Linked DNA regions of Mus musculus: all the other regions are linked to region 1. Evidence: chromatin contacts called from public HiChIP or PLAC-seq, Micro-C and promoter capture Hi-C data. All regions are on one chromosome and are shown on one strand. Each heading gives the region's core, a stretch centred on a gene start, on an enhancer-like site or on the middle of the called end of the contact. The rest is flanking DNA. Distances are from core to core; before and after follow the strand shown.

Region 1 (4,484 bases), core at 1,309-3,808:
TTGGGGGAGCAGTTTCTCAAAATGTGACCCTTGACCCTTCCTCACCTTGTTCTAGAGCTATTGTGAAGTCTTCCAGAAAGAAGGAAGAAATGAGTGTTGGCAGTTGTATTGGGGTCCAGGTAGAAAAACCATCAGCCGGGGATGGTATTTTTTTTTCAGGGTTTATTTTAAGTGTATGAGTACTTTGCCTGTGTGAATGTATGTGTGTTATTTACATGCCTGGTGCTGATGGAAGTCAGAGGAAGGCATCTGATGCCCTGGAACTGATATTCTGGACAGCTGTGACCCACCATGTGAGTGCTGGGAACTGAACCCTGGTCCTCTGCAAGAGCAGCAAGTACTTTGTTTGTTTGTTTGTTTGTTTGTTTGTTTGTTTGTTTGACACAGGGTTTCTCTAGGTAGCCATAGCTGTCCTGGAACTCATTCTGTAGACTAGGCTGGCCTTGAACTAAAAGATCTGACTGCCTCTGCCTAGTGAATGCTGGGGTTAAAGGCGTGCACCACCCACTGCCTGGTTTAACCGTCTGAGTCATCTCTCCAGTCCTTGAAAAGTCTTGCTTAAGTTCCTGTTTGCTGAGTTTTCCTCGGTTCTCATTTCACGATGTCCAGCTCTGTTAGCACCACAGCCGTGGTCAGAGCACGTACTCCAGAAATGTCCTGGGGAGGGAGGGGACTCGGGGGGACAAGGAAATGTGTGCATGGGTCACATTCCCTTCAGCAGCTCTTCTGTGCAGTCCCAAGAGCAGAGACACACAGGTACGGAGAGACAGACATGCAGATATAGATGAAGCAGCCCAAATAAAACCAAGAGCGCCACAAATACTTGCTCAGAATACCCCTCTGCCACACCACTGAGCTGTCCTAATCGACAAAGCATCATTGACTGCCTGGATCTCTGAAGCAGCTTCCAAGCTGGCCAGTGCTATTCATCCATCTATCCATCCTGCCACTGGATTATCTTTCTGGACAGCAAATCTGTGAAGGTCAAGAGGCCTGCCAAACTGATCTTGGGGAAAAGCCAAGCCCTTTGGATGCTCTCCAAGACCCTAAGTACCTACTCTCGTTTCATCTTACCTCCTGTTTTGGCTCCAGTCATACCACAGGCTGTTACAGGTACCTACCATGAGACTATGATGTCTCTGCATCTAGCAGCTCATTCATGCAGACACTTCCACAAGGAAACATTCTCAAATTGCCCTCCCCAGTCTGGGAGAGGTACCCTGGAGCCTTGGTCAACACATTTCCCTCACAGGGCTGAATTACAGGTGCTTATCTTCTGTGTACATGGGGGGAAAAAAAAGGACACTTTCTGAGGGGTGAGGTCAGTTAAGACTATGGAATGGACCTAATGTCAACTCTGGCATGGAAAGCAGGATGCCCTGGCCTGGAAGGAAGCCAACTTGGAGGTACAGAGCATCCCTCGCTCTGGCCACGCCCTCTTATCTCTGCGCTCTGGTTACCGAGGGAGCCGCCATCCTTCAGCGCTCTCGGTAGCCCTCTGATCGATGATCCTTCTCTCGGGCCTCAGGTGGTCAGGGGAAAAGCACCATGGAGCAGGTGCTGCGTGAAATTGGATTCTGAAAGATGAGTTGGAGTCTGGCCTCAGAAATAAAGTGTGGACATGTGTGTGCCTAAGGCAAGGGGGTATATTAAAGCATTCTCTTTCCCAGTCGTTGTTTCCCGCAGGCCTTCAATACAGGCTCCAAAGCTATCTGGCGACCGTGATGTCTCCTCTCTTCATCCCCGCCCCTAGGGACACCCACCGTGGCTCTCTAGGCACGCTTGAATGAATGGGGGAGGACCCATGCGCATGAATGAGCGCGTGTGTGAGCGAGTGTCTAGGCTAGCCAGTCCGCAGATGAGTGAATGGCGTCCGCGCCACTTCGGCCCAGGGGCGCGGGCGAGGGTTCCACTTCCCTTTCCCGCCAGCTGGTGGCCTCCAGAAGGTGGCAGAGCCGGCAGCGGCCCGAGCTGGGACGGCCGGGGCGCGGGATGGTGGGGGAAGGGGCGTTCCCGGCGGCCGCGCCTTCCGCGGCTATTGGATTAGTGGCCTTCAGGGATGAGCTCAGCCGGATCGGCTTTCAGCTGCAGCCTCCGGGCCGGCCGGGAAGGCGGGGAGCGAGCGGCCGTGGAGGAGGAGGGGGAGGCGGCGGCTGCAGCATCCAGAGCTGGCCCTGGCGGTCGGCGCGCCCGGCGCACAAAGGCGCTCAGCCCCTGGGGAAGGCAATGAGCGCACAGCTGCCCGGGCCCTGGCCACCACTGCAGCCCTCGCGGCGTGTGCTCAGTGCTCTAGGGAAGAAACCCGGTGCTCCGGGGACGGGCGGCCGAGGTGCGGCCCGTGTGCCCTGAGCGCGGGACTCGTCGCTCTCCAGGTCAGGCGCCAAGCTTTAGGGCCATCAGGGCAAGGGCTTCCGCATCTCGCTGAGATCAGCGCAGTGGGGCACTTCACTACTCGGGACCGGACCTCGGCGGCCTCTCCCGAGCGTCAACTTCTCCAAGAACGTCCCTAACTCCAGGGCACCCTGCGGAGCGAGAGGGCGCTGCCGCCGGATACAAGTCGAGAGGACGCGCCGCTGGTTGAGAAGCAGCAGCCAGCATCCGCGGGGTCGCTCGGGCGCCCCTGCGTGGGCGGCAGTGGCAGCAGACCTCTCTCCCGGGAGTCCCGGACCTGCCAGCGCTGGGGATTCCTCCCAGGCAGGCGCTCGCCCTCTCTTTTATGGTAAGTGTTCTCCAGCTCCTGCTAAGGGGTGATCGTCCGCCAGTACCGGTCACACTCGGTGCTCTTGGGGGACTCTCTGGTTCCGGTCCGTGGGAATGTCTCTGTGAATTATGGCATTCCGAACTGGTTGGTTTGCGCCCAGCCTCGGGCGTTGCGTTGAGGTCAGCCTCTGGTACTGTAGGTTTGAAACCGCTGCTCTCCCTGTAGTGGAGACAACACACACAAATTGAACCCAGACTCAACCGACTATGTTCCGGTCGTATATCCGTCACTCTCTGGGGTGACCTTGGGCCAGGTGCCACAACCACGGTTTCCTCATCCATAAGATGGGGGTGATAGTGTGCCCTTTTTTACTAGAGTGTTGGAGGAACTGCTGGGGTGGTGCGGAGACCCGCGTCTGGCATTCAGAAAGCACTTAGATACTAACTAGCGTTATTAGCCTTGTGAGTCCAAGCACATCATCCAATTTCGCAGAGCTGCCTCATCTGAGTGGCGAGGACTAATTTCTGGGGGTCTGCTCGTCTGTGGCTTTTGGAGCTGTGGGAGTAAAGCGTCTAGCACTCAGCAGCCGCTGGTGGTGATTGTTCGTCTCCGACGCTGGGGCAGGGAAGACTGATTGCCGGGTCCGGGAGTCGCTCGCGCACGGTTCCCAGCCTGGCTGCGAGACAAACTTGGAGAGAATAGGTGGCTCCGGATTCTGCTCTGGGAAGCAGGGAGGAGGAAGCCAAAGCCCGGAGTGCGGCAAATAAGTCCAGGAAAAACAAGGGACCCCAAACTCCCGGCTAGAAAGGCCCAGGAAGTGTGATTCCCACCGCCCCGTGGCCAAGCGAGAGCTGCTGAGTCAAGAAGAGAGAAGAGAGCACGTTTGTGTGGCTCTATCTAGAACTTTCAGTCCTGCAGTCCCGGGCTTGGATTTGAATTCGGCTTTCAGCTCCATCCCGCGGTGTGACCTTGAGCGATTCTTCTAAGGTCCGCTGCTCTGTGCTTCCCCTCGCCCTCCTCCCCTCCCCCTTTCTTCCCCTTCTCCTGGTTCCTCTCCCTCCCTACTCCAGGAATTGGTGTGAACATCTCTTATCCTTCCATTCATCTGCCCCTAACAGTTGTTGAGCCTATCTAGATTTAGAAGAGATAAGGGGAAAGTTCACTTCCCACTGTGCCCTGTGGAAAGCGACTAACCCCTGAGGCTTCCTGTCTGTTTCCTCACTTTGGCACCTCTGTCTTTCAACTAAAGCCTGCAGTTTCTATTGCTCAGGGTGATGGAGGATCTTTCAACCTCGCTGCTCCACTCGCTCTCCCAATTGGTTTTGGGCTGCCCGATAAACCCTCTATGCAGAACAACAAAATGTCAAAAGTGTGGTATAGACATCCTTTACAGACGGCCACAGTTTTTGAGACACACACCCTGAATCCATGTTTCAGATTTCCACAGCAAGGACGGTAAAAAGAATTTAAGCCACTTCTGGCAAGCTGCGAACAAAATTAGATTCACCAGCTATGCCATGCAAATATCTCTTCAGTTTTCATTTCTCTTCGACTTTAAGGATATTCAGTGACATAGAAATAAAATCTGCAAGGAAAAACCAGAAGAAGTCAAAAGTCACGGCAGAGCTGGGAAAGAAATGCTACTTACTGCAGTGGCTTCGTAGCTTCCAATTGGGAACCGATTTGGGGTGTCTGTGTGCTGGGAGTGGAACCTAGGGCTCTGTGCATACAAGATAAGCACTCCACCCCTAAGCTCTAGCCTCAGCTTAAAATGTATAAAGAA
Region 2 (4,161 bases), core at 1,592-4,091, 1.4 Mb before region 1:
GTTTTGTCCAGCCACCCCACACTTGCAGGGTGTGTTTAGCATACCCTGGGGCTCTGGGGCTGGGAGAGAAGATTCACAGCATTTCCCAGATCTTTGCTCCCTCCAGACGCTAACCCAGCTCTAGGACAGAACCCGAGGGCAGGTGACGCTAAGGAGTCGAGGGGCCTCACCATGCACTTGCGGTCGTCTATGCCTGTCAGATCTTCCTCAAACTCCTTCCCAACTTGGAAGTCCATGATATAGTTCCGAAAAGTGCTCAGCGTGCGGATGATCATGTGGTCGCCATCCTGCACGATCTCTTTGTCTGGCTTCAGCAAGTTGGCGATTTTGCGTAAGGCCACGTTGACGTCTACAAGGGGTGCGAGAGAGCAGCGGCAGAGTTGTCAAGAAAACTCAGATAAGAAAGGATTCCCTAGGTAGCGGGGTTCCTAGGTAGTGGAACAAGGTTGGGATTCCAGCTCACTCTGCGTGGCCTCTGAGGGCCGTCTGTGCCTTGCCTTTCCATTTTTATTCTTTTGAAAACAAAGTTTTGTTGCCCCCCCCCCCGCCCCCGACCTTTAAAAACAAACTAGCAAAGCTTGCCCTGCCCTAGTGATTGAACTATCTACCTCCGGGGAGAGCTATCGGACACTTGCCACCAATTAACCCTAACATCTCGGGCCCTCTGGTTGGCAGCCGGCGGCCGCGCTCTGGGATGGGGTACTGGGGTCTGCGGGGAGCCGGGGGTTGCAAACCGCGGGCCGCGCTTACCGAGCGCGCGCAGGTACTCCTCGAAATTCTCATTGCTCAGCATCTTCCAGTACCCGTTGAAGTCCACAGGCATTTTTGGGACAGACTGGGGATCGCCTGACACCAAGAAGGCGGGAGCGGCTGTGGGTTCGGCCCGGACGGTTGCTGCCAATGCACTCCGGGTGATGGACGGCCCGGAAATGGGCGCCCTCGGGGGACACGGGGCTCCGCGGGGCGGCGACAGCTGGATTCCAAGAGTGCACAAAGCCCGCAGGAGGGTCCATTGTAGCGATCCCTCCTCCCAGGGTGAGAGGGCGGAGCGGGGATCGGGGCGGGGCGGGGCAGGGGGCGGGAGGGGCGGGGGCGAAGATGGTGCAGAGCCAGGTTTGTCCCTGCTGTTGGCCACTTTCAGTTCAGACCTTCCATTTGCTCTTTTCACCCAACCCCTCCTAGCCTAGAAAGAGGAGGTGTGGAAGGGGAAAGGTTGCTTTTGGTCCTAGTTTTTGTGTACCCCCTCCTTACTTCCCTTGAGAGTTCTTCAAACGCCTGGAATTCTCACCGGTACCCCCCTGGGAGTTCTTCAAACGCCTCTTGAGTGTTGAAAACGCGTCTCCTTCAGGTTTGCTAGCGTCATCAAGGAAGAGGCCATTTACAGGCCTTTGTCTAAAGCTCAGCATCCGTGGCCTGGCCAGTTCCTAGGAAGCTGATGTTTTAACTCTAGGGATGAAGAGCAGAGCAACTACCCACAGCTCTCCCAGGAAATGATGCGAAGTTGGTGGTATTAAATATGCACTGGACAAGAAAGCGCTCCAGGTGAACCCATGCACGGTGGTGGTCAGAGACCCAAGGCTTTTTGCGCGTGTGGACTGACACTATTCTGCGGGATCGTGTGGTTCTGTCTTCTTCCAGGAAAGGAAAGCACAGACCTTTTCTGGAATTTACAGTTTGTGGTTTTTTTTTTTTTTCAGTTAATATATTCTGGGCCCTTTCCATACCTGTGCACGGAAAGACTCCCCAGTATTTCTGTAAGCTTCTATTACTAGCTTCAGCTCCTATTTACCTGGGTCGGGGAGGGGGTGGGGGAGGGGGTGGGCGTGTTCCGTGGCTTCTGATCCTTGTTGCCATTGGCAACAGTAGCAGTGAAGACCTTTATCCCTTCTCACCTGCTACCTGTGTGTTACAAAGAGATGACATTCAGTGTCTGACCTTTTGACCTACTAAAGACTAAATATTTCTTTAAATTCCCCCCCTCCCCCCAACAGATCAGAGCCTAGGAGCCTGTGGAATGAGATCTGGTATGCTTTCTTCTCAGTGCAGAACCATGCCTCCCCCAGCTAAATGACTAAAGGGCACACCATCAGGGTAGGCAAGTGTCCTCTGGGAGAAAGGTTGGAATTTTAGCCCTCCTTACTCTCTCAGGGACTCTCTTGCTGAACACCAGGGACTCTCATCCTCAGCCTTATCGAAATGAATCTTAGAAGATTTTCAGTAGCACTGCTGGTCCTGGTCCCCTAAAGTTCTGCAAAGATATCTCCAGATATTTTTAAGTTCTGGGGTTAGAAAACACACACACACACACACACACACACACACACACACACACACACCCACCCTGGTTGAGGGCCACAGTTGGATTCCCATCACAGCCTTGGTCTGTCCTTTGTCTGCTCTGGCATGCTCAGGGCATCCGATTGTTATCTAGATCCTGGCCCTGTGTCCCCTCCCCAGTTAGTACAGAACTCAGGTTGGGCAGTCAAGACTGCCTGTCCCAGGCCTGTGTAAGGTAAAGGTGTGGGAAGCCACTTCTTCAGGCACTTTGGCCCAAATCATCTAGTGTAAGACATTGTGTGAGGGGCAGCCAAGGCACACAGCTTCGTTGTCATCCTGATTCACTGGAATGGAGGTTTGGGTCTCTGGAGGCTTGAAAGCTAAGCAAACGTTTCTTCCACCATCCACTCCCCAACAAGTCCAAAGTCCTTCATCCTCTCCAGCCACTTCCCTTTGTGCCCTGAGATGAACCTCCTGAGATGGTTTATGCCAAAGTCTCATGTAGTGCTTGACACACAGTAGGGACAGTAAGCCCTGGTCTGTTGCTGAGCTGAGAGTGGATCCTTATGTTCTGGACAGAGGTTGCTCCAGGTCTCTGCTATTCATCAGGGAGGACACAGCTCTAGCCACTCCTTCTTCCCCTGACCACTTTGGCCATCTCCTGGTCTCTCGACCTTTACTCTGAGCTGGTTTGCTGAGCACACAGCACACTAGTCAGTTAGTTTACCGTCTCTGCCTGTCTCTTTGTCTAGTGCCCTAAATAGATCCAAGAGCTCCCGCTCTTCTAGATCTCCTAGGAGGCTTTCTGTGGTAGTCGGGGTATCACCTGTGGATGGTGACCCCTTTGTGGGGAAGGGGGCGGTGGTGTATGTGTCAAATGACCCTTTCATAGGGGTGGCCTAAGACCATTGGAAAACACAGATATTTACATTACAATTCACAACAGTAACAAACTTACAGTTATAAAGTAGCAACGAAATGTGATTGTGTGTGGGGGTGGGGTGGGGGGTGGGTTCACCACAACATGAGGAACTGTATTAAAGGGTCGCGGCATTAAGAAGGTTGAGAACCAGTGAGTTAGGCTTTCTCTTGTTGTGATAAAACAAAGGCAACTTATAGAAGGGTTTACTATTGGCTTAGAATGATATGAGTCTGTTGCTGTCGTGTGGGGAGCATGACAGCCTACAGGCAGGAATGGCTCTGGGGCAGTCTTCAATGGGGTATCTATACCACACAGCCCTCCTCCTAAGACTCTGAAGACGGGACAGAAAGACTGTAAGAGCCAGAGGCAGAGGATAACTACACATGTCTCTATCAGGAAGTCAGAGCAGTGGGCACTGAGGATAAAGGTGAAGAGAGGACTTTGAAATGTGAAAGCCTGCCTCCCACACACTCTGCCCATTCATCCTCCAATGATTCAGTACCTCCTGGGGGCGATACCAACCTGGGAACCAGGAAGGTAAACATCTGCAACTACAAGGGTCATAGCTGCTGACTGTTCTTGTTGCAGCATCAGATTGCCTGTGTGGGCTTTAGGGCAGACCCCCTGTTTTGAGTTACTGCAGTGCAAAGCACTCCATGGATGCTGTGGGCACTACGTTGGCTCTCTGTCTGCTGATGCTCCTTCTGCTCACTGGATTCTGTAAGAGCTGGTTTCAAGTGCTCTTCTGTGTGACTCAGGGGTTACCTGTGATGTGTAATCACAGAGAAACAACGGGGGAGAGAACATCAGAGATGGGAGGCCTCTGGGGGGTGCTGGGGATCAAGGAGAGCTCCTTAAAGAAGGTGACTCTTGCTAGAGCTTCAGGTCAGGCAGAATCAAGGGAGTGTCAAGGGGGTCCAGGGGAGGGTGAGCATGGAGTGGGAAGGAAAGAAGAGAGGAGG
Region 3 (4,550 bases), core at 1,788-4,287, 1.0 Mb before region 1:
TTCCCCTGTGCCTCTCCCCGAATCCATCACATATGGGGAAAAGATAGAATGTGGAATTGGGCAGATGTGAATTGATATTCTGCTCAATTATGTGAATGTTGATGTGTTATTCAAACTTTGGGAGGTAGAAATCCGATCACAATAAAGTAGAAAATAGCTACTGCTGTTGCAAGAATTAAAGAAGCCAGGAAATATACCACCCCCATTACCCAGTCCAACATGAGGGAATAGGGTCCATTGGTTGCTGGGCTGCTTGATACAATCCTTGTATCTGGAGTGTACCAGCCGACATGTACTGAATAGTGGTGCACGATATGTACAGAGAGCATGCCTAGAAGTTCTTGTGGTCTGAGTATTTTTAAGATACATTTACTCTAACCCATTTGGTCTTTCCCCTACCCAAGCAAGCCAAATCATGGTTCAACGGGCATTCCATGGCCTTAAAGTAGGTAAAGATGGGGACATTTTTGCATTTATTAAGCATTGACCACGCACAGCATATTGAGTGCCTCATATTCATTTTTCACTTCTTGTAATGACCTTAATGCAGTGGATATAGTATTGCCTAATCAATTACTCCCAAACACAGTGACTTAATGGAACAACCATTTATATTTTTTTAATTGTCAGCTGGACAGTTCTGATGTGTGCCCAGCTTGGCTGATCCTGCCTGAGCTTGTTCATGTGTCTGTGGTCAACGTGTGGGTTATTTGTGCTGATCAGGTTAAAGTAGCATTAGCTGTCTGGAACATCTCAGGGATGTCGTATCAGCGTACACCAATGTCTCTGACTCTCCTGCAGGTTTAGCCTGAGTTTCTTCTTATGACAGGCAGGTGTCCAAGAAAGAAAAAAAAAATCAAGAATGCTACTGTCCAGGGGTAGAGCAAACCACACAGCCAATCTAAAAGCCGGAGTGGGAGAGCGCCATCCAAGGGAACAGCTCCAGAGAACCATGACTAAACAGAGGCTACTGCAGAGCTTAATCTAGCAGACACTCTCATCCTCCTTCACAAGAAGCGAAGGATGAGAGACGTGCTGCACCTGTTGGTAAGCGCCCTTTCCCTACTGTGTTTCTCTGTGATGTTCTTTCCTGGCCATTTCTTTCTTGGGGATGTTTTATAATTCTCTGTTCTGCTTCTTTTCATTCTCTGTTCTGCTTCTCATTATTTGGTCTGAATTTGAAACTTCATGTCAAATACTTGGGACCAGATGACTTTAACAACAGTTAGCTTAAGGACCTCCAGGGATGATGTTCAGTCAGTAAGGAGGTTCTTGTCTGAGTAAACAAGGGGGGTAAATATCAGCCAAATGGGATGGAGCACAAAGGATAAAAAAATGGGTCGATTTTACATTTCTCTCATTCACTGGCTTCTCTGACTTTGCATGGTCAGCATCTACCTCCTTCTGGATTATAACTTTAAAATCTGAGAAGGGTGAGAGGTCTCTTGATGTTGGCTTGGAACTTGGTAGCTCTTTACCTTGGGTAAAGGAGTGACCTTACTCCAGAAACAAGAACAATAGCACAGGTGTTGCTTCATGGACTAAAGGGGACCTGCTGGCCAAAGAGCTGAGTCCCCTGCAGCCACCAGGATTTGCAGCTGTTGAGCACCTCTTGAGGTCTCAAATGTTGAAGTTTGTTTTTAACACCACAGTCTCCCAGTGTGCTGCCAGGACCACACAGGGAGGCTGGGCAGCAGAAGGCTCTTAATGTATTTTATGGCTTGGTTGAGTACTCCGAACTACACTTATTAATTATGAGATGCTGTTCAGTCAGTGTTGCAATATACACATTTGGCTAATTGATTTGTACAGGCTCATATCGAGCAACATAAAGAATGTGCAGGACCATAAAGCGGGGGACTTTAACTGCTTTCATCCCCTTTGGCTTCTCCAAGAGGGACAAAGACCTTGTGTCCTTCATTGCCTAACGGGGCATCCACAATCATTTAGTGCTCAGGAAATGTCTTGAACGGGATGATGAATGAAAGGATAATTTTGTTTGTTTCTGTGTTTTTTGTTTTTTTTTTGTTTTTTGGTTTTTTTTTTTTTTTTTTTTGCCTCATTTCTCAACTGCACATGACCCTTGGATCGTGAGAAAATAGTACATCTATGGAAATATAGTGATTTCTTCCGAGCGGTTAGTTGATTTTACTGGGAACCTTCTTGATCCTTTGGCAGCCTGATGGTGGTTGGGGGTGTATTGTGGTGGAGAACTATATGAACCCCACCTCCAGAGACAGTGTTCCTTGGCTTGAGATTTTAGAAGGCATGATACCAAATGGCATACTCTTACCTAGGTAGTGACAATGTAAAGGTGGCAACTTCTGAGGGAGAAGTTTGAATGTGCTTCCCACTGAAGACTGACAGTTGCCTTTTCTGACTTTAGCTAGTCCTTTTGACTCTAGCAGTGGCTGTGCCTGCTTCACTGAGATGGCACAGAGCCCGGGCATTGCTACGCAGGTCCTAAGTGATCTCTGCCCTACAACTCCTAGAGGCAGTGGCCTTTTGCAGCTCTAGTGAGCGCCTGGCGCCCTCCCCAGACCAGGCGGCATAGAGCGTCCATCCCTAGACCATATCCAAGGGCAGGGTCCACAGAGACAGCATCCTGGCCCCTCCGCAGGGATGTCGGTTCAAAGGGCGCATCACAGTAGGGTCGCCTGCATCTTTACAGAAGGTCCTCGGGCGATCACTTGGTTGTGGCGCTCGCAGTGCCTCGGGGCTGCAGTTTGGAGAGCCGCAGGGGGGGACGCCAGGCCCTAAGGCTCCCCTGGAGCCTCCCGCATGGGTTCCACCCGCCGGAACCGGCGCCTGACCGAGTCGGATCACGCGAGCGAGCGGCATAGGGGATGGCTGTGGAAAGTTGGGGGCCGGAGCTGCGAGGCGGGGGAGCGCGCAACCCCGCGCCGATGTCCGCGTCTCATGAATATGCACGAGCCACCTCCCTCCCTCCGTGACGTCACGGGCCGTCCCGGGGTGAGCGCTGGAGCCGCTCCGGGTCCGCGCCAGTGAGTGCTGCTGTTGCGGGAGAGCGAGCGACGCGGCGAAGGGCAGCGGAGGCGGTGAGTGAGGGCGGCGGCGGCGGCTCCAGAAGCGCACCCGGCAGCTCCAGGGAGGCGGCGCGGCAGGCACCGGCGGACACCAGCGGACGCCAGCGGACACCGGCAGGCGAGGCCGGCGCGAGCGGTAGGAGGCGGCGGCTGCAGCTCGGTGGCGGCTCAGGCGGCGAGGATGCTGCCGGGGAGGCTGTGCTTGGTGCCGCTCCTGCTGGCGCTGGGCGTAGGGAGCGGCGGCGGCAGTGGAGACGGCGGAGACAGCCGGCGGCGCCGCCTCCTCGTGGCGAAAGGTGGGTGCTGGGGAAGTTTGTTCCTCTTCTGGAAGGAAGCAGGGCGGGCTCGAGGGTGCAGACCCTGGACTTACTCGTCTAACACCCGCCCTTTCTTGTGGCAGCTTCGGCTTCTGCGCGCACCGTCCTCGAAGTGTGCGCCCTAAACTGTGGACCCAAGAGGTTCTCCAGCCCAACCTCTGGGCGGGGTCCAGGCGCCAAGGAGAAGGGGAGGTCTATGGAGTATAGAGAACTTTGGGGGCCCTGTGTGCTGGGGTGGGAGCATCGCGGGGCTTGGCTCAGGGATGCTTTGAGCAAGGCAGGACATGGGCGCTGTAGCGGGGGCTGGGGAGTGGGTGAAGCAGGTGTCTGTCTGCTTCTGCTTTGGGGGCAAGAACCAGGGGCGTCTTCAAAGCAGCGAGACGAGCTGGACTGGCACTCCAGCTTGAGGATGGCGTGGGAACTTGTAGGCTCCTGAAAGCCTTGCCCGCACCCAGGCGCTCCTCCTGCTCCTCCGCAGCGCGGGCTCTGGCTCCCCTGGGAACTCACGCCCTCAAGATGGGCAGAGTCCGGAAGAAGCGCGGGATGTGATGGTTGCTACTGCGGCTCACACTCTGCTTTTCTTCGGAGGACCGAGCCTCCGAGCCTAGAGCTCCTCTCTGGTCTTTATAGTTGATCTTGACCTCTCTAATCCTCTAAGATTCTCCTGAACGCTGGCGTTATCAGGGGAACCTGAAGCCCGCAAGCCCCAGACTTTGACAGCTGTCTGGGAGCGCTGGGAGAAGCGCAGGTTGGGGAGCCTGCATCTGGAGGGCGGGTCTGGAACAGAAGGTCACGCGGTAGCCAAAAGCTGGGAAGCATCGCAGGAGCCCAATTGGGGTGGATGATGGTGGGCTCAGGGAGACTGTAGCAGATTGCAGGATGGAGCGTTTGGCTTAAGTGGTAACTTGTTGATTCTCTGCACTGTTGACGAGGAGGGCGTGCTTTTGATTTCTGCCAGGTGAACGGGTGACATATGGTCCTTGGAATTCTGTCTGGCGATATTTTGAAAACAGAGTTTTTGTCCTTGTTGGAAAAAGATTCCCAAGTAGAGACAGCTTGATTTAGAGGTTTGTTGGCTGAGCTGGTATGAAAAGCACAGCAGCCTGGATCTCTCCGGAGACAGGGCAATTGGGGAAGCAGGCCATTCCATTTGCCTTGTCTGGACTTTGAGAGCGGCCTCTCCTGA
Region 4 (4,714 bases), core at 1,462-3,961, 1.9 Mb before region 1:
GGTCCCCGAAAGACATTACTCAACCACCAGGTCACGGGATTTCGGGCCAGCCGGCTGGGGCCACAAGCCCGTGTGGGCCGGCCATGACGAGTTTCACATTTCTCCTTCCGAAGGTGGAAGAAACAAGACATTGGAAAAACAAAAATCAGGGATAGGAGTGTCATCTGGGCGGTGTGTACCAGCCAGGCAGAGATCTCTTCTGGCATCCGGGGCAGAATCGGAAGATCCGGGGAAATTTGTTTTGAGTTCAACTTTTAAATAGAAAAGAAATTCCTAATTTGTAGTGGAAACCTTATTTTAGCTAGTTATTTTCTCCTCCCTCTGAACACAGCCTAATGAAGTCACCACGGGAATTCTTACACAAATTTCCCAGCAGGGTCGATGAAGAAAACCAAAACTTTTGATTTTGTTGTTTGGTTTTAGCAAACTCCAAGGCCATTACATTTCTCCTCCCCACCCCCCCATGAATGTTTTATTCTCTCCCTCTTTCTTTTTTTCTTTAAAAAGTATTTTTTAATATTTTCAAAAGCCTCACCAATCTTTTTCATAAAGACCTGGCCTGGAGGTGCCCTATGCGGTGCTCTGCGGAGCGGAGGCACCACGGCCTCACAAGGAGCGGGGGATGAGAACTCGGTTGCAGGCCGCGGAACGAGGCTGTCCCTGCTCCAGCCTGGGGCTCAACCCCCGCCCCGCCCAGTGGGCCCCTCTGCAAGCGGCTTCTGATCAGTTCCAGGAGGGATCGCAGAGCGACCAGACACGTTCTTTCCATTCTCCGGTAGTGTGGGTCCCTCTTCCCCCAGCAGCCTAGCGCTTCTAGTCGCAGACAGTCGGGGTGGGGAATTAAAAATAAAATCGAGCTTGAGTCCACCGACCTGGAAGAGAGGGCCAAGAGGTAAGCTGCGTCTCAGACACTTCGACCGCACCTCGGCCGGGGACTCACTCCCTGCGGTGAGGAGAGGAGGCCCGCGGAAAGCACGGAGTGGGCGGCCTCCGGCCAGCAGCACGGGAAAGCAGAGGCCGCGGCGGGGAAGAGCACCGGAGGAGCAGCGGAGGCGACAAAGCGGAGTCGCAGGAGCGGGGCGGACCGAGGAAGGGCAGACCGCTCGAGGGCTCTGCATCCAGAAGCTGTCCCGGAGTGCGCGCTGTCAGGCTGGCTGCTGCGGCTGCGACCCGAGCTCGGCTCCTCCACTCCCGGGATAGGGGTGGGGGACCGCTCCCGCGCGCGTTGGCACTCAGAGATCCAGACGCGAGTGCAGCGCGCCCGTCTTGCTGTCGTGGTCCCAGTATGAGCAATGCATCATGGCGAGCTCGGGTTGCCGGGCGCAGGCGAACTGCAGGCCGGGCGCGCTCGTGGGCGCGGGTGCCGGGGGCGCGGCGGTGGCCGGGCTGGCGGGACTGAGCTGACCCGGGGGAGGCGCGGCAGCCCCGTGGTGTGGCGGGGCTGGCGGGGGCGCAGCGGCCGCGTGCAGATGATGTGCGTGAGGGTGCGGGTGAGGGTGCGGCGGCGGTGGCGGCGGCGGTGGTGCGGCAGGAGGGCCCCCCAGGCCGTTGTAGGAGTTCACGACGCCCGGAGGCAGCGCCATGCTCTGCACGCGCGAGTACGGCCCGTAGGAGGCGGCGGGGCCCGCCAGCCCCTTGACCACCGCGGCTGCACCGGGGCTGCCCGGGCCGGCGGCTGCAGCGGCTGCAGCAGCGGCCGCCGCAGCCGCCGCCATCTGGCAGGAGGCGTAGGGCATGGGCGAGGGAGGCTGCGGCAGGGGCCAGGAGTTGTTGAGGAACCCCGATTGCAGGTACTTGGGTGGCGCCAGGTAGCCATAGCCATCGGCCCCAGCTCCGGGCACGCCGCAGCCACCCGCCGCTCCTCCGCTCCCGAAGAGCCCCTTGCCGGGCTGGAAGTGAGCGGGCGGCGGCCGGAAGGGCCGCTTCATGCGGCGGCGGCGCCGGTAGTTGCCCTTCTCGAACATGTCCTCGCAGGCCGGGTCGAGCGTCCAGTAGTTGCCCTTGCGCTCGCCGCCGCCCTCGCGCGGCACCTTGATGAAGCACTCGTTGAGGCTGAGGTTGTGGCGGATGCTATTCTGCCAGCCCTTCTTGTTCTTCTCGTAGAACGGGAACTTGGCTATGATGTACTGGTAGATGCCGGACAGAGTGAGCCTCTTCTCGGCGCTCTCGCGGATCGCCATGGCGATGAGCGCCACGTACGAGTACGGGGGCTTCTGCGCGGGGTCTGGTTTCTCCGGTGTTGTCCCGCCTCCCTTGCCGGGACTCGGCGGCGACGCCTCGGCCTCTTTGACTGCGCGTCCGCTCTCCGGAGCCAGCAGGGTCCCCGCCGTGTCTTCGGGCTCGGGGTAGCTGGCCATCATGACAAAAGCCGGCTCTCCGCGGCCGGGCAGCCCGGAGGCTGTGCTCTCCTGGTGCAGGCTCGCCTTGCAGGCGGGCGCAGGAGTGTGCGCTCGGCGCAGAGCCTCTAACTTCTGCAGGCTGCGGGGACCGGAGGCCTCGCGCGGCTCTCACTCTCTTCTCTTTTCCCCCCGGGGAGCGGTCTGCGGGAGTGGAAGTCAGCCTCTGGCCATCGGGAGTCTGCCCAACAGCGAGGGGCTCCGGCCCCGCCGCCCCTCCCCGCCCAGGCCAGTCCCCGCCTCGGTGGGTTTTCTTGGCTGAGCTCTCCCCTCCCCCCACCGCCCGGTTTCCCCGAGGCGCGACCCGCGTCTCTGGCGCAGCCGCCTCCTGGAGTCCCTAGTGCGCCAGGAGCCTCGCTCCGTTCTGATTCGTATGGGCTCCGCAGAGTTCCGCTTGCGTCAGGGGCCTTCGCCCCTATAGCGGGGCAGCCAGCAGCGCACGGGCGAGTTCATCTCTAAGTCTCCTTTTTTTTTTAAACGGCCGGCAGAACTTGGACCGGCCTTCCCGAGCCTCCGGAGCCTCCCGGGCCCAGCCAACAGCCTGCCTCACGCTCTTACGAGTCTTGAAAATCTGCGGGTGTTTGCTTCGCCGAAAAGCCCTGGTTGGGGCTCGCTGCGCCCTGCCAGTGCCCCGGGAATGCTGACCCCAGCGAGGAGAGGTGATCCAAGCCTCTGGGCAGCTTTCAGGTGAAAGAAAACAAAACCCTTTGCTCTGTGCTTCGGGCTGTGCTGGGGCTAGACTTCTAGCTTTGAGGCTTAGGGAGGGGCGAGATGGCAAGGGGGCCGGACCGGGGTGGAGTGGCCGAACTTTGCGGCAGCTGGAGGTAAACCAGCTCAGAGCTCGTGTCACGGAAGGCAGAAGCTTCGGCCTGCTCTGTCCCTCGAGCTCTCTGAGCCCAATTGAGGCTGGGGAGAGGATCGCTGGGAAGAGACACCCAGGAGTACCGCTCACTGGCATCGGACGTTTCGCTTCTCTGTGCTGAGGTGGATGTAGGGACCAGCTTTCTCCTTGGAACTCGCCTTGCAATCCCACAATTTGGGTGTGTGTTTTAAAGATCAAGTGGTATCCCTTGTACTCTGGCTTGGACACAGACGAGGATGTTGCTGAGGGGCTTTGGGGACTGTTGCGTGCACAAGTGTCACGCGTGGAAGGCACGGGGCAAAAATCTGTTCTTAAAGACACACGTGATACTGCGCAAGTGTGCTGTTCAGAAACCCAGGTATGCTTATATATGTACAATGTGTGAGACTTGTATTTGCTTATTTTTGCTTAGTGAGGTGTATGAATCAAGCACCAGAGTACATGGTTGTATCCATGAACATGGTTCGTGGATACAACCTCTTTTTTTTTTTTTTTTCCTGTCTTCCTTTGTCCTTCCTACCCTTACAGCCGTTACCTGCATCTTCTCCTTCCAGCATAGGTAAGGAAGGAAAACCACAGGCTGGGGAGGCGCTTTCTCGCGTCCCAGTCACGAATGGACAGTAGTCTTTCCCCTTGTTTTTAAGATAATAGCCGAAGTCTGGTGGGGATCCAGTTACATCTCCGAAAATAGAAAACGGACTTAGAGGAATTCCTTCCGTGCCAGCACAACATCAGGTGTGCCCTGTCACTCAGCCTTAACACAGGTTTGCAGTCTTGGAAGTGTGAGAGAGGCTGAGGAAGAGTGATCAGACACGTTGTGAAGGATAATGGTCTGAATGAATGATGTGTGCCAGTCACACATCTAGGTGGCTATCCCAGTGCCTGTTTCTACCTCTTTCTTTCAGGTTGCTTGGACTTTAAGAGTTCTCCAGAATGCCACGAGCCCACACTGGCCAGTGGCTCCAGCGGTCCGAAGACCATTTATCTACAGTGTGTGCTTGTGCTTCCCACTTTGAGATGAAGGGAAAGGAGGACTCTGTGTGTGTGTGTGTGTGTGTGTGTGTGTGTGTGTGTGTGTGTGTGTAGTCCAACATCTCAAAGATGACTACAGAGAGGTCAGCCAGGCAAACCCGGCCTAACCACCAGGATACAAGGGAGGTAGGCTTCTCTAAATTTCTCTGAGAAATACCCACATCTAGCCCTTATTGACAGTATCCCCAAGTAGCCTCCATGTTTTTCTAAGCTATCCCTCACCGCCCTGAGCACACTCAAGAGACAAACAGCACTTCTTCAATACTTGTCTGTTTTCTGAGCATGCCTGCAGGTGTTTGTCTTCTTCCTCACCATCAGGCATGCCCAGGTTATGGGTCTGGATCTGAGTCTGCTTGGTTCTGGGCAGGGGAAAAATATCTGGCTTTGGTCGGGACCAAAGAGGGTGGAGGTCGGTCTCCCTCTT
Region 5 (4,513 bases), core at 106-2,605, 1.3 Mb before region 1:
TGTCAGAGGGGAATGTACTAAGGCGGGGGGGGGGGGGGGGGAAGCTTACTCTGAGACAGACACCTCAAGTTCAGTCTTGAGGAGCAGAGATACCTTCACCCCTGCTGTGCCCGCTGCTGTCTGAACAGCTCTGGCAGCTGCTTCCCACAAACCCATTTCCTGGTAGTACAAGCAGTCCCATCTTAGAACAGTGGCTTAAGAAACTGCCGAGGCAAATGCCCTGATCAAAAGCAACTCGGGTAGGAAGCCTTTATTTGCCTTGCTCTCCCAACGTCACAGTCCCATTAATGATAGAAATCCAGGCAGGGGCTGAAGCTGAGGCCATGGAGGACCACTGCTTCCTGGCTTGTTCTCCAAGGCTTGCTCAGCCTATTACAACTAAGGACCACCACTGGGGTGGGGGACGTGGGAAAGGGTGTGGTGGAATCCCCCACTGTGGGCTGAGCCCTCCTACATACATCAGTAATCAAGAAAATGCCCCCACACCCTTTTGGTCAGGTTAGTCTAATGGTGGCATTTAAAAACTCCAAGTTCTCTCTTTCCAGATGACTCACTTGTTGACGTCGACTAACTAGGACAGGAACTCGCAGGCACCAGCTCTCTGCAGGACGATCCCAAGGGAACCTCCTTCCCAAGCCTTACTTTATGTCTGGAATTCCGTCATTCACGGGGTAGCTTTAGCTCCAGCAGGTTTTGCTGACGGGAAACGTAATAAAACTTCTCCAGCACCCTGCGCTTTTATTTACTTATCTTAAAAATTATCTCCACAGCTCCTACTAATTTGAACTGTCATACTTTAATGTGTGTGGTTTGCCTTTGCTGGAGGTCTCCTCGCTAGTCTGTGCTCTGCGGGGCAGCACGCTACACGTGACAATCGCTGGAACCCCACTTAGGCCAATAGAAAGAGAACACTGAACAATACGCTGTAATTGTCACACACTTACTTTTAACTGACTGTAAACGTGCTGCAGGGGGGATCCGAACCCGTGTCAGCTCGAGCCAATCGGTCAGAAAAGTGACCGTGGGGCTAGCGTGGTTCTGCGCTCCACAGCCATCTGACTCTGTCGTGCGCGCGCGCGCCCGAGTCGCCGCCCCCGAGAGTCACGTGGGCCTGGTAGGTACGCGGGGACTCAAGGCTTCGTGGACACCCACGCGGGCGAAGCAGGCAGCCAAGGTCGCTGGCTGTGCTTACCTGCGCGTCGCGGGGCTCCGCTCAGAGTCAACAGGGACCGCGGATCTGCTGCTCGACCAGGATGGGTCACCCCGCAGATCGCCCTAAGACTAACTAGTCTTGACCCAGGCTGGGGGCGGAGCCGCGAGTGAACTTGACCTTGCGCTCCCAGCTTCCTGCTGTGGGCGGAACTCCCGGGAGACAGAGCGGAGCTTTGCCCCGCCCCCTCAGCGACCTAAGACCACGCCCCGTGCCCCGCCCCCGCTCTTCAGGTCCTCAGTAGATTGTCATCTGTGGCCTTTCTGCTCTGTGTTTTCATTTTTTACTTTTTTTTTTAGTTTTGTATTCTGTTTGTTTCTTTCATCTAACTTTCACTCTGGTTTTTAAAAGCCTGAATTAAAACCATATCAAGCAATGTATGAACAGTTCTTAAAGTATAAAATAGCTACTTACAATGAAAGAAACAAGCCCCTCCTGTTCTGCTCTACCTAGAGCCCTTTTTCATCAGTCCCTTCCTTGGATGGTCACTTTTTGTCGCAAAAAAAAAAAAAAAAAAAAAAAAAAAGAAAGAAAGAAAGAAAAAGAGCTTACATAGCGATTTCTTGATTTATCTATTGACTTTCTGCCATGTTAGATGAGGATTTACTCTTCCTGGGCCCCTGCTTCCCTCTTCTGACACATTTACACCTCTATTCTCCAGCTCTGCCTTGGTGAGGATAAAGGTTGTGGGGGGATGGGGTTCTGAAGCTGGCACAGTTTGGGGGAGGGGAAAATGGGGGCTATTTTAGAAAGAAAATACAATTAGGACTTTCTGGCAAGTATATTCATTCATACTAAGAAATTGCAACCGAATCCTTGGAGATTCAGGACCTACTCCCGGAGGTCTTTGTGTAATTTAGAACCTTAATTTGCCTCGCTAATGCAGAGTAGTTTCTCAGCCTCCCATAACCCTCTATAACTGCCCAGCCCTCACAAGAAGCTTCACCGTGGCCTGTCAATCCTAATGGAGTGAGTTGCAGGGTGGGGGGAAAAATCAAGGGTGATGTCAAGGCTTGTGAATGCTAAACATTTAAGCTCCCCCCTCCTCCTAGCCACAGTGATAAATCAACTCCTGGGTGGAGAGCTAGCTCTGGACCCAGTTTCTATCCCCAGTCTCCCATGATATTCCCAGGCTCTTAGGAAGGGCCACACCTTTGCCATTAATCAGTATGTGGGCACACAGGTAGCCCCACTAAGAAACCAGGGAAAAGATACCTCCCCACTCAGGCAGTAGACCCTGTGCCCTTTGCGTTTCTTCTGGGAAACTTAGGGTACAATGCACCTCCATAAAGTGACCCCAAGCAAGCAGCTTTACCTACTCAGGTTTCAGTTTCCTTCCCTGTAATCAGTAGAAACAACCCTCTACCTCGATGGCTTTGGAGGAGGTTCAAGCAGCACGATAGTAGCTAAGTGTACAGTGTCCTTTGGATAGTTTCTTACTGATGCCAGCAGCGTAGGTGGTGTGTCACAAAATTTGGAGGCATCTGTGAGCATATGTAGTGTACACACTCCTACAGGTTGGTTTACTTTCATAAATTAACCAAAGGCCAAGTCTTTCTGAGTCAGGACCCGGGGCTGTGGAGGCAGAGACTAGACACAGCCAGCCAGAGAGAGCCTGAACAATGACTTCTCCTTCAGAGGAAGATTTCCACCCTGCATCATGGAAGACTGAGGCCTGGCTGAAGAGAAGACTGGGTGAGAAGCACTGTGTGCTTTGGGAAGGCAGCACAAACCTTATATAACAGCCAGGCTTTAGCTAACATAGCGGGGAGAGGCAGGCCTGAGAAACCCAGGCTGGACCGAAGCCTAGCTGCTTTTATTCTGAAGGGGAATAACAGGATCCCCGTCACAGCTGGCTACTCCATCATAAGTAGAATGGGAGCCTCTGGGTACATTTAATTTCTCTATGACCCTGTTCACTAAAGGAAGACATCTAGAGATACCATCACAGAAAGGATTTGATGGAGAATATGTGCTTGAGTCTCTCCTAAGTAGACTATGGTACGTGCAGTTGAGTGGAAGTTTATAAGGTATAAGATTGCAGGTAAGTAGAATAGTTTAGAGGGCAGGGCAAGTGCACAGTGAGGAGGCATTGTTAAGCCAGCACTCCCCTGTAACACGTGATGAGAATCAGCATAATCTTGAAGGAATAGTCTACAAAGCAGTATGCCAAGCATGAACATGGCTTGGGATTATCCCGCCCAAGGGAAATCTGCAGGAGGCGAGTCCCCAGGGAATAAAAATGAGCTGACAAATTAGCCTGTGTTTTTTGAACAGTTCTGAAATGATTTCTAGGCATGAAATTACCATTACCAACATGAGATCAGCATTTGGATAACCGTTCTCTCTCTGCTCCTGTCTTCTGTCAGTTAACACGTTCTGAGGATGTCTCCCTCACTAGGAGCACTTTGGACAGCCATCAATGCATAGCTAGCTGAGAATGGTCATCTTAGGCTGTGTTCTGAGGACCTTCTGAAGAACTGGTCCTCAGAAGAACTGCACATGGGACGATTGACTGGCCATCCTCCGCATTTAGTGAGGCAATTCTTTCTTACCTTGACTTCTAAGTTCTCCTTCGGAAAGAGCAAGCTTTGGTCGAATAAAAAAATAGGATGTGTGAAAAGAGACTGGTGGACTTTTAAAATGACCAAAGATGGCGGGCCTTTCAACCACTGCAAGTGCTTCAGAAGGCGGGTGCTCTCTTACAACCAAAGAGCAGACAGCATTGGTGGCAAGTCTTTCTTTTATGGCTACTGAAGCCAGCCTCCACTAGAAAGCCTCTATGTTGAGCAAGAATGATGGGCCTTTTAAACTTGGAATCAATCTACACCATACAGAAGCCTGGCTGGCTTACATCACAATTAGGCTAAAATCCTAAGTCTCTCCCATGGCCTGCATAGGCATAAAAATGCCCCCAAGGCTCTCATAAATTACACCATGCAGTGACCCTTCCTAATCTTTACTCTCCTTGGTTTTGCTGCTCTTTCTTGGGACACTGTTGTAGTTTTAATGCAAAATGTCTTCCAAGTGCTAGTGTTTTGGGCACTTGATCCTGACTTTGTGCACATTTGGTATTGGAACACAGTGCTTAGCTGGTTGACATAGGCCACTCCACAAGGAGCAGGCATTGACTGTCATAGCACCCAGCTTCTGATCCTCCCTGTTTTCTTGATCTGGCAAGCAATAACAAGTCATAGCACAAGCCCCCAGCACACTCTGCTTCAGCCACCATGCCTTCCCCAGTGTACGCACAGTGGCCTCTTCCCTCTGAACCGCAAGCCAAAGTAGATCCTTTCTCCCTTA

The links. Promoter capture Hi-C pulls out the DNA fragments that hold promoters and counts their contacts. Hi-C and Micro-C count contacts between places; a contact is called where the count stands out from the background. HiChIP or PLAC-seq counts read pairs in DNA pulled down with a chosen protein or histone mark.
Region 2: an H3K27ac HiChIP or PLAC-seq map of embryonic stem cells shows a contact between it and region 1, with 5 times the contacts expected there. The contact joins the promoter of Rbp1 here to the promoter of Spsb4 in region 1. A contact is called at or near these places in 1 of 39 promoter capture datasets (hippocampal neurons) and 3 of 115 datasets of contacts at active chromatin or transcription factors (astrocytes, embryonic forebrain and embryonic stem cells).
Region 3: a Micro-C map of embryonic stem cells shows a contact between it and region 1, with 4 times the contacts expected there. The contact joins the promoter of Clstn2 here to the promoter of Spsb4 in region 1. A contact is called at or near these places in 1 of 39 promoter capture datasets (hippocampal neurons) and 2 of 484 Hi-C or Micro-C datasets (both in embryonic stem cells).
Region 4: a contact with region 1 is called in a Micro-C map of embryonic stem cells, with 8 times the contacts expected there. The contact joins the promoter of Foxl2os here to the promoter of Spsb4 in region 1. A contact is called at or near these places in 1 of 39 promoter capture datasets (embryonic stem cells), 5 of 484 Hi-C or Micro-C datasets (all in embryonic stem cells) and 2 of 115 datasets of contacts at active chromatin or transcription factors (both in embryonic stem cells).
Region 5: a promoter capture Hi-C map of pre-B cells shows a contact between it and region 1, with 2.1 times the contacts expected there. The contact joins the promoter of Nmnat3 here to the promoter of Spsb4 in region 1. A contact is called at or near these places in 3 of 39 promoter capture datasets (hippocampal neurons, liver and pre-B cells).

The regions. Positions count from the first base shown.
Region 1 is chr9:97,016,429-97,020,912 of GRCm38.p6, reverse strand. It overlaps Spsb4 (splA/ryanodine receptor domain and SOCS box containing 4), which reads left to right and starts at 2,558. Exons shown (of 3, transcript NM_145134.3): 1 at 2,558-2,719. It overlaps Gm16010 (a long non-coding RNA gene), which reads right to left. Exons shown (of 3, transcript XR_871043.3): 2 at 3,147-4,286; 3 at 1-2,920.
Region 2 is chr9:98,421,641-98,425,801 of GRCm38.p6, reverse strand. Rbp1 (retinol binding protein 1, cellular) reads right to left here and starts at 2,841. Exons shown (of 4, transcript NM_011254.5): 1 at 751-2,841; 2 at 171-349. The coding sequence starts at 823.
Region 3 is chr9:98,031,654-98,036,203 of GRCm38.p6, reverse strand. It overlaps Clstn2 (calsyntenin 2), which reads left to right and starts at 3,037. Exons shown (of 18, transcript NM_022319.2): 1 at 3,037-3,343. The coding sequence starts at 3,229.
Region 4 is chr9:98,953,307-98,958,020 of GRCm38.p6, reverse strand. Foxl2os (forkhead box L2, opposite strand) reads left to right here and starts at 2,711. Exons shown (of 8, transcript NR_003248.3): 1 at 2,711-3,616; 2 at 3,787-3,817; 3 at 3,903-3,993; 4 at 4,164-4,416. Foxl2 (forkhead box L2) reads right to left here and starts at 2,414. Exons shown (of 1, transcript NM_012020.2): 1 at 1-2,414. The coding sequence starts at 2,360. The coding sequence ends at 1,233.
Region 5 is chr9:98,293,412-98,297,924 of GRCm38.p6, reverse strand. Nmnat3 (nicotinamide nucleotide adenylyltransferase 3) reads right to left here and starts at 1,355. Exons shown (of 5, transcript NM_144533.3): 1 at 945-1,355. It overlaps Gm46126 (a long non-coding RNA gene), which reads left to right. Exons shown (of 2, transcript XR_001779264.2): 2 at 546-728.